Regions from separate parts of the Sus scrofa genome. Here region 1 is linked to region 2. The links are chromatin contacts, called in public HiChIP or PLAC-seq maps. All regions are on one chromosome and are shown on one strand. The core of a region is the stretch at or near the end of the contact, and the rest is flanking DNA. Distances in the headings are between cores, read along the strand shown.

Evidence for each region. HiChIP or PLAC-seq counts read pairs in DNA pulled down with a chosen protein or histone mark.
Region 1: a contact with region 2 is called in an H3K27ac HiChIP or PLAC-seq map of alveolar macrophages. The contact joins two enhancer-like sites. A contact is called at or near these places in 4 of 47 Hi-C or Micro-C datasets (embryonic fibroblasts, liver and skeletal muscle) and 1 of 2 datasets of contacts at active chromatin or transcription factors (alveolar macrophages).

Annotation. Positions count from the first base shown.
Region 1 is chr6:68,953,037-68,956,165 of Sscrofa11.1, forward strand. RERE (arginine-glutamic acid dipeptide repeats protein) reads right to left here. Exons shown (of 24, transcript XM_021095277.1): 24 at 1,730-3,129. Among named protein-coding and RNA genes, the nearest start is that of SLC45A1, 21 kb to the left of the region's middle. Within about 2 kb of position 1,300, at least 5 of the 83 cell types and tissues checked have an H3K27ac peak or open chromatin away from gene starts, as enhancers often do. A contact at or near this core is called in alveolar macrophages, where this site is marked.
Region 2 is chr6:68,654,978-68,657,888 of Sscrofa11.1, forward strand. No RefSeq gene overlaps it. Among named protein-coding and RNA genes, the nearest start is that of TRNAE-UUC, 25 kb to the left of the region's middle. Within about 2 kb of position 1,439, at least 6 of the 83 cell types and tissues checked have an H3K27ac peak or open chromatin away from gene starts, as enhancers often do. A contact at or near this core is called in alveolar macrophages, where this site is marked.

The sequences.
Region 1 (3,129 bases), core at 50-2,549, 300 kb after region 2:
GCAGAGGCAGCTTCCGCAGCTCGGCCCCCTGTCACGCCAGGAGACAATTACGAAGATGCTCGCTGGGGCAGCTGGGAACCCAGGGAGGACACAGAGAGAGGACATCTGGATAACGAGGCCCCCCAGGGCTGACAATGGAGGCCGGATAACCCAGCGGGTGTAGGGGTGGTGAGCCCCGGGGGAGGCCTGACCCTGAGTGGGCACCACCTGGAGTTAAGGTCTGAGGTTGGCAGAGGGCTGCCGGCTGGGAGGAGGGGCCTGAGCATCACGTGCCCACACATGGGCTGGGAGGTCCTAGAATTCGATGTGTACCTGGAAAGTCACGGCCAATCTCTGCTGTGCGTCCTTACCCCATGGATAAGTGACCTTGATTTCCCTGGGGGGCCGCCTTGCCCTGCTCACCGGGAATGTACTGGGTACCACAAAGTCGTGTGGTGGCTGCACACCCGGCCCTGCACGTGCCATTTTCCGGGTCCCCACAGCAGTGGAGCCAGCATGCCCGGGCTGAGGACCACACACAGCACCACGGGGAGAGGGGCACCTGGGTCGGTTCACCTGGAGAGCAGCGGAGCCGAGACCCCGGCTGGGGCCCAGCTATGAGGCAGCTGCCCCTTTCCCCAGCTCAATCCAGGTCTGTCCGTCGCAGCAGGGACCCCGCCTTGGGGGCACGGCAGGCTGGGGACAATGGCCACAGAGCCACAGTGGTCCACAGCTGACAAACTATTACAACCTGTGCAGCTCTGCTCTGCGGCATCAACCTATGAGAATTTACATCCCATCATTCAGCCTTGAAAGGTCTACTGCGTGAACCTATGCCTATAAAAACCGCAGTTTCATGAAGAGCTCGGTCTAGACAGGTACCAGCAGAGACTGGATTCCACCCACTCAGCCCTTTGCTGCCTCCCGCCCCCTCCTCACCCGTGAGCCGGGACAAGTCAGGCGTGCCTCCCACGGCATCTGCAGGCCCCTCCTTTGGTCCCCAGCCACCCAACAGCCAGCAGGGTTCCCAGGGCCACTGCAGCGTACACCACTTGGGTCCTTCTGGCCGGCAGAGCCTTCTCGTGCCTAGATTGGGTAGTTCCCACCGCGAGCTGTCCCCCAAGGCAGACCCCACCCAGCCTGAGGGCAGTTTACCAATAAGAAGGGCTCTGGGTTGCTCTTGCGCCATCTCTGAAAACGTCTGGAGACCCACGGCCCTTTCCCCGGACAAAAGGGGAGCGTGTGCGTTCCAGGGACTGTCCTGAAGCTTCAGCCTGAAACCACAGCCCGCACCCACCCTGGTGACTGCTGCCCCCTCGTGGCCACATCCACACCCTGCAGGGCACCTGGTGCACAGTCAGTGGGAAGATTCCTGCAGAGGGGCTGGGGAGGGGACAAGGCAGGGGAGCAGGAGGCCGCTGAACTGGTTGGCGGCTCAGACCCAACCCGCGCAGAGGGGCCACAAGCCCAAACCCCTGGGAGGGTGTTTCTGGCCCCAGTGCCACCAGCTCCCCCAGGGCCCATTCTGCTGCCTGGGGAGCCATTGCAGGTCCTGAGAGCAAGTGCAGGTCTAGGGAAACCCTCTCCCCAGACCCTGCTCTGGAAGGTAGACAGTGTGCTGGCCCCAGCCCAGGTAGGGATACCCCTTCCCCACCCCCACCCCCTCCCCCAGCCCAGGTAAGGATACTACTCTCCCCACCCCCACCCCCTCCCCCAGAAGGGAGACAGAGTCCACAGGAAAGCACTCAGCTCCTTGTAGTGTAGCTTCATTTTATTTATGTCCACAAATATTTCAAAAAAATTACAAAATACTCAAATGGAGAGAACACAGAAGTCACAATTTCTGGGTGTCTACTGTTTACACTGTGTTATCTCATGGCAAACTACTCATATATACATTTAGCTTCAAGATATATATAAACGTAGCAAATCAGAATGTACACTCTGCTCTGCTCCTGCTGCAGTGAAGCTCCACCTCGACACATTGAACAAGATACATAGAAAACACAGAAAAGCAAAACCCAACTCCAAACGAAGGAAGGAAACCCCAAAGGAAACCCAGGGGTCGGGCCTCGAAGACACCGTGAAGGTCTGGGGCCTCCTAAACACACGGCAGCGGACCGGGGGCGGGGGGCGGGGGCCGGGGGGGTGGAAGAGTCTCAGTGCTTCACCTGGGGAGTGGGGAGAAAACACCTTCAGACGGTTTTCAAGTACAGACTTCAAAGTATGTCCCTCTCTCTTCTTTGGAAAGACGGATGATCGAGAGAGGAGCTGAAGAAGGTTTAACTGGTTGGCAGGCCGCAGGCTCTACCGCGAGGGCAAGGGAAATGGGGCAGGTGGGCAGGCGGGGTGCCGGGCAGGAGTCTGGCTCAGAGCCCACCCCAATGGCACGTCACTGGCCCCGGGGGCACAACGCGACCACTACAGCGATGACAAAGTGTTGGTTTGGGCTTGCCTCCCCGCCACGGAGCCAAAATTAAGGCAGAAATGGAATGAGAGAGAACGAAAGGAAAAAAACTACAAACAGTTTCAACAGACAAAACAACCCTCCATCTGTCCCAACTGAAACCAAACCCGGTTCTGATAGACGCTGGGAATGCCCTTGGTGCGGGTTTGAATCCAGAACCTGAATCTGACCTAAGACCTGCTGGTTTCTGGCTCAAAGCGCCAGCCTCTCCTCCCACCCCCTCTGAGGCTTGGCGCGGGACACGCAGCCTGTCCACTGACCCGTGGGCGTCATCTCGTGCTCGCTGACCTCTCTCGGACGTGACCGCTGCACACGACAGCAGAAACAGAAGGGGTCACAGCCGGCAGAAAGTGTGCTCAGCAGGTACAGGGCCGCCCTCTGCTCTGGAGAAAGTGGGCAACTCGGGCAGCAGAGGCCGGCCCTGCGGAGCGGCCTGCCTTCCTGCTCCGTGTCTGCGCCTGGGACTCCCATCCCACTTCCAGGAGCAAGGGCCAGACCATGTGCCTGTCCGTCCAGCATGGGTCACTGCTCCTGGGGTGACACACAGGCCACCGTGCACAGCCCTGCCTGCTCCGGGACCTCCCTCGCTCCCAAGCAGCTGTGGCCAGGGCAGCCTGGCCTCCCAAGATCCAAACAATGAGAACGTGCGGAAAAGCAATTTTTTTTTTTTTTTTTTAAACCAG
Region 2 (2,911 bases), core at 189-2,688:
TAGTTGGGTTCGTTACTGCTGAGCCACGATGGGAACTCCTTTTTCTGTCAAATTTTTGACATATTTATAGTCATTGTATTTGAGACTTTGCTAATCCTGGCATCCGGCTTTTCTGAGGGTCTGCTTCTATGACTGCTTTTTTCTCTTGATTATGGGATGCCTCTCCTGCTTCTTTGCACGTCTTGTAAATTTTGATCCTATGCTGAACATTATGTTTGATAGACTCTAGCACAATGGACTCTGTCATCTTCCCCTGAAAAGTGATGAACTTGGTTCTAGAAGGCAGTTAAATTACTGGCAGGTAACTTTGATTCTGTGGTGGCTCAGTTCTAGGCTTTTTAGAGTAGGTTTATTTCAGTTTTTGCCCTCAGCCTGGGATGTGGGCCTTGCTTCTGAAATGTAGCCCTTCTGGGGTTTTAGTAGAAAGCCCCAGGGGTTTACCAAGCACCTTGAACTTGACTGGACTTGAATTCCAAACTCTGTCCACAGCTGGGCAGCTGCTCAAATCTTTGCTCAGTCCTTTGCTCTTCCACTTGTCACTTTCAGGAGTGACAGCTCCTGGGAGATGACACCTGGACACACCCAGTTTAGGAGTCAGCTGAGGATTGAAGGGGTGTTTGTACACAGATTTGGGGGGCTTCCTCCTTTCAGGATCTGCCCTCCCTCACCTCCCAGCCACTCTGACAGCCCTGAAATCCAACTTCTGACTTTTCAGCTCCACAAGACAGCTGCTTTCTGTTCGAACCCTATTTCTTGTGTGCCGAGAGGGTTAAGGAGCATCCATTCTCAGGGGAAAGCTGGTGATTCGTGGGTCGCCCCTATTTTCCTTCCTTCCAGAGAAGGTTGCTCTCCAGCACTTCACATAGAAGTTTTTTTAATATTTTTCCTGAGTTTTTTTTTTTTTTTTTTTTCCTTCTCTTTTGAGGGCCACACCCACTGCATGTGGAAGTTCCCAGGCTGGGAGTCAAATAGGAGCTGTAGCTGCCAACCTACAGCACAGCCACAGCAACGCCAGATCCAAGCTGCTTCTGTGACCTACATGACACGCTCAGCAACACCAGATCCTTAACCCACTGCGTGAGGCCACGGATCAAACCCAAGTCCTCACAGATACTAGTCAGGTTCTTAACTCACTGAGCCACCATGGGAACTCCTTTCCTGAGTTTCTAATTGCCACAGGCAGGATGATTAATCTGGCACAATCTTCTGTGCTGTTACCCGAAGCAGAATTTATCTTCGAGATTTTGAATGTACACTTAATAGGACGCAATCACCTCCAGAATGAATCACCTCTATCCTCTCCTCCAAAAGGACAGAGACTTAGTCAACATCCACTTCCTTCCTTCCTCATTCTCTTTCTCTTTGAATTAATCCGGGATCTTCGTTCTCTGTTATTATTACTGTTCCAGTGACGCATAAAAATGCATACATATTATTTAAACTTGACTCTGAGTGGTAATGGCTGCTGTTCGTACCCCTTGGAAACCAGAACTTCCTCCTGCTTGGATCCTTGTGTCTTGCTATGTCGCAATCCTTGAGAAATCCCTTCAGAGGGCACATCCGACAGTGACAGGCTTCCCCAAATATTTCATTCTGACCTTTCACTTCAAGGCTAATTTGGCTAAGCACAGGCCTCTGAGTTCAAAGTCATGTTTTTCTTAGAACTGTAATGATATTGCTCCACTTCCTTCCAGCCTCCTGTGTGGTTGGGGCCCACTTAAGTCTTATGTCTTTGTAGGTACCTTTCTGCGTGTTTTCCTTTGGGAAGGATTCTTTTCGTTGTCTTTTTTTATGGCTGCACCTGGGGCACACAGATGTTCTGGACGAGGGACTGAATCCAAGCTGCTGCTGCCACCTACACAGCCATTTCTGCCATGCTGGATACGCCACCCACCAGCCCCGGCTGGGTATCGAACCTGCACCTCCATGGGTATTCTGAAGTTTGGGGAAATGTGTCTGGGTGTGTCTTTTTTAAAAAAGTCATTTATTTATTTATTTTTATCTCTTTTTTTTTTGCCATTTTCTTGGGCCATTCCTGTGGCACATGGAGGTTCCCAGGCTAGGGGTGGAATCGGAACTGCAGCCACCCGCTTACGCCAGAGCCACAGCAACACGGGATCCCAGCCACATCTGCAACCCACACCACAGCTCACGGCAACGCCGGATCCTCAACCCACTGAGCAAGGCCAGAGACCGAACCCACAACCTCACGGCTCCCAGTTGGATTCGCCAACCACTGAGCCACGACGGGAGCTCCAAAAATAGTTATTTTCCTTTGCATTGGAGTTAGTTGATTTGCAACGTCGTATTGGTTTCAGATGCACAGCAGGGTGATTCCGCTGTGCATATTCACACGCTTGTTCTTTGTCAGAGGCTTTCCCCACAGGCGTCATTACGGAATATTGAGTAGAGGTGACTGCTGTAGAGAGTGGGTTCTTATTGATTATCTAGTTTACATGTAGTAGCGCGTGTGTATATGTTAACCCGAATATGTTATGGTGTCCATGCTGACTGGTGCAGGGGAATACCTCGCTGTAGTTTGGATTTGCATGTCTCTAATAATTAGCCATGTATCTTTTCATGGGTTTTTTAGCCATCTGTAGGTATGTCTTATTTCCAAGTGAATCACTTGACATCTCAGGCCCCTGTCCTCATGGAGATCTCTGTCTGTCTTCAGGTCTGGGCCATTTTCTTCCATCACATTTTATGGGGGTTTCTTTGGCCCTATCCTCAGTATGCAGAACTTCCTGGGCCAGGCATCAAATCCACGCCACAGCCGTGACCCAAGCTGCTGCAGCGACAGCACTGGCTCCTTAGCCTCAAGGGAACTCCTCTTCTGTTTTAACCATTTCTTTTAAGCCCCTGTATTCCTCTCTCCTCAGATTCTAAATCTGTTCCTTGGAGTTTTTCC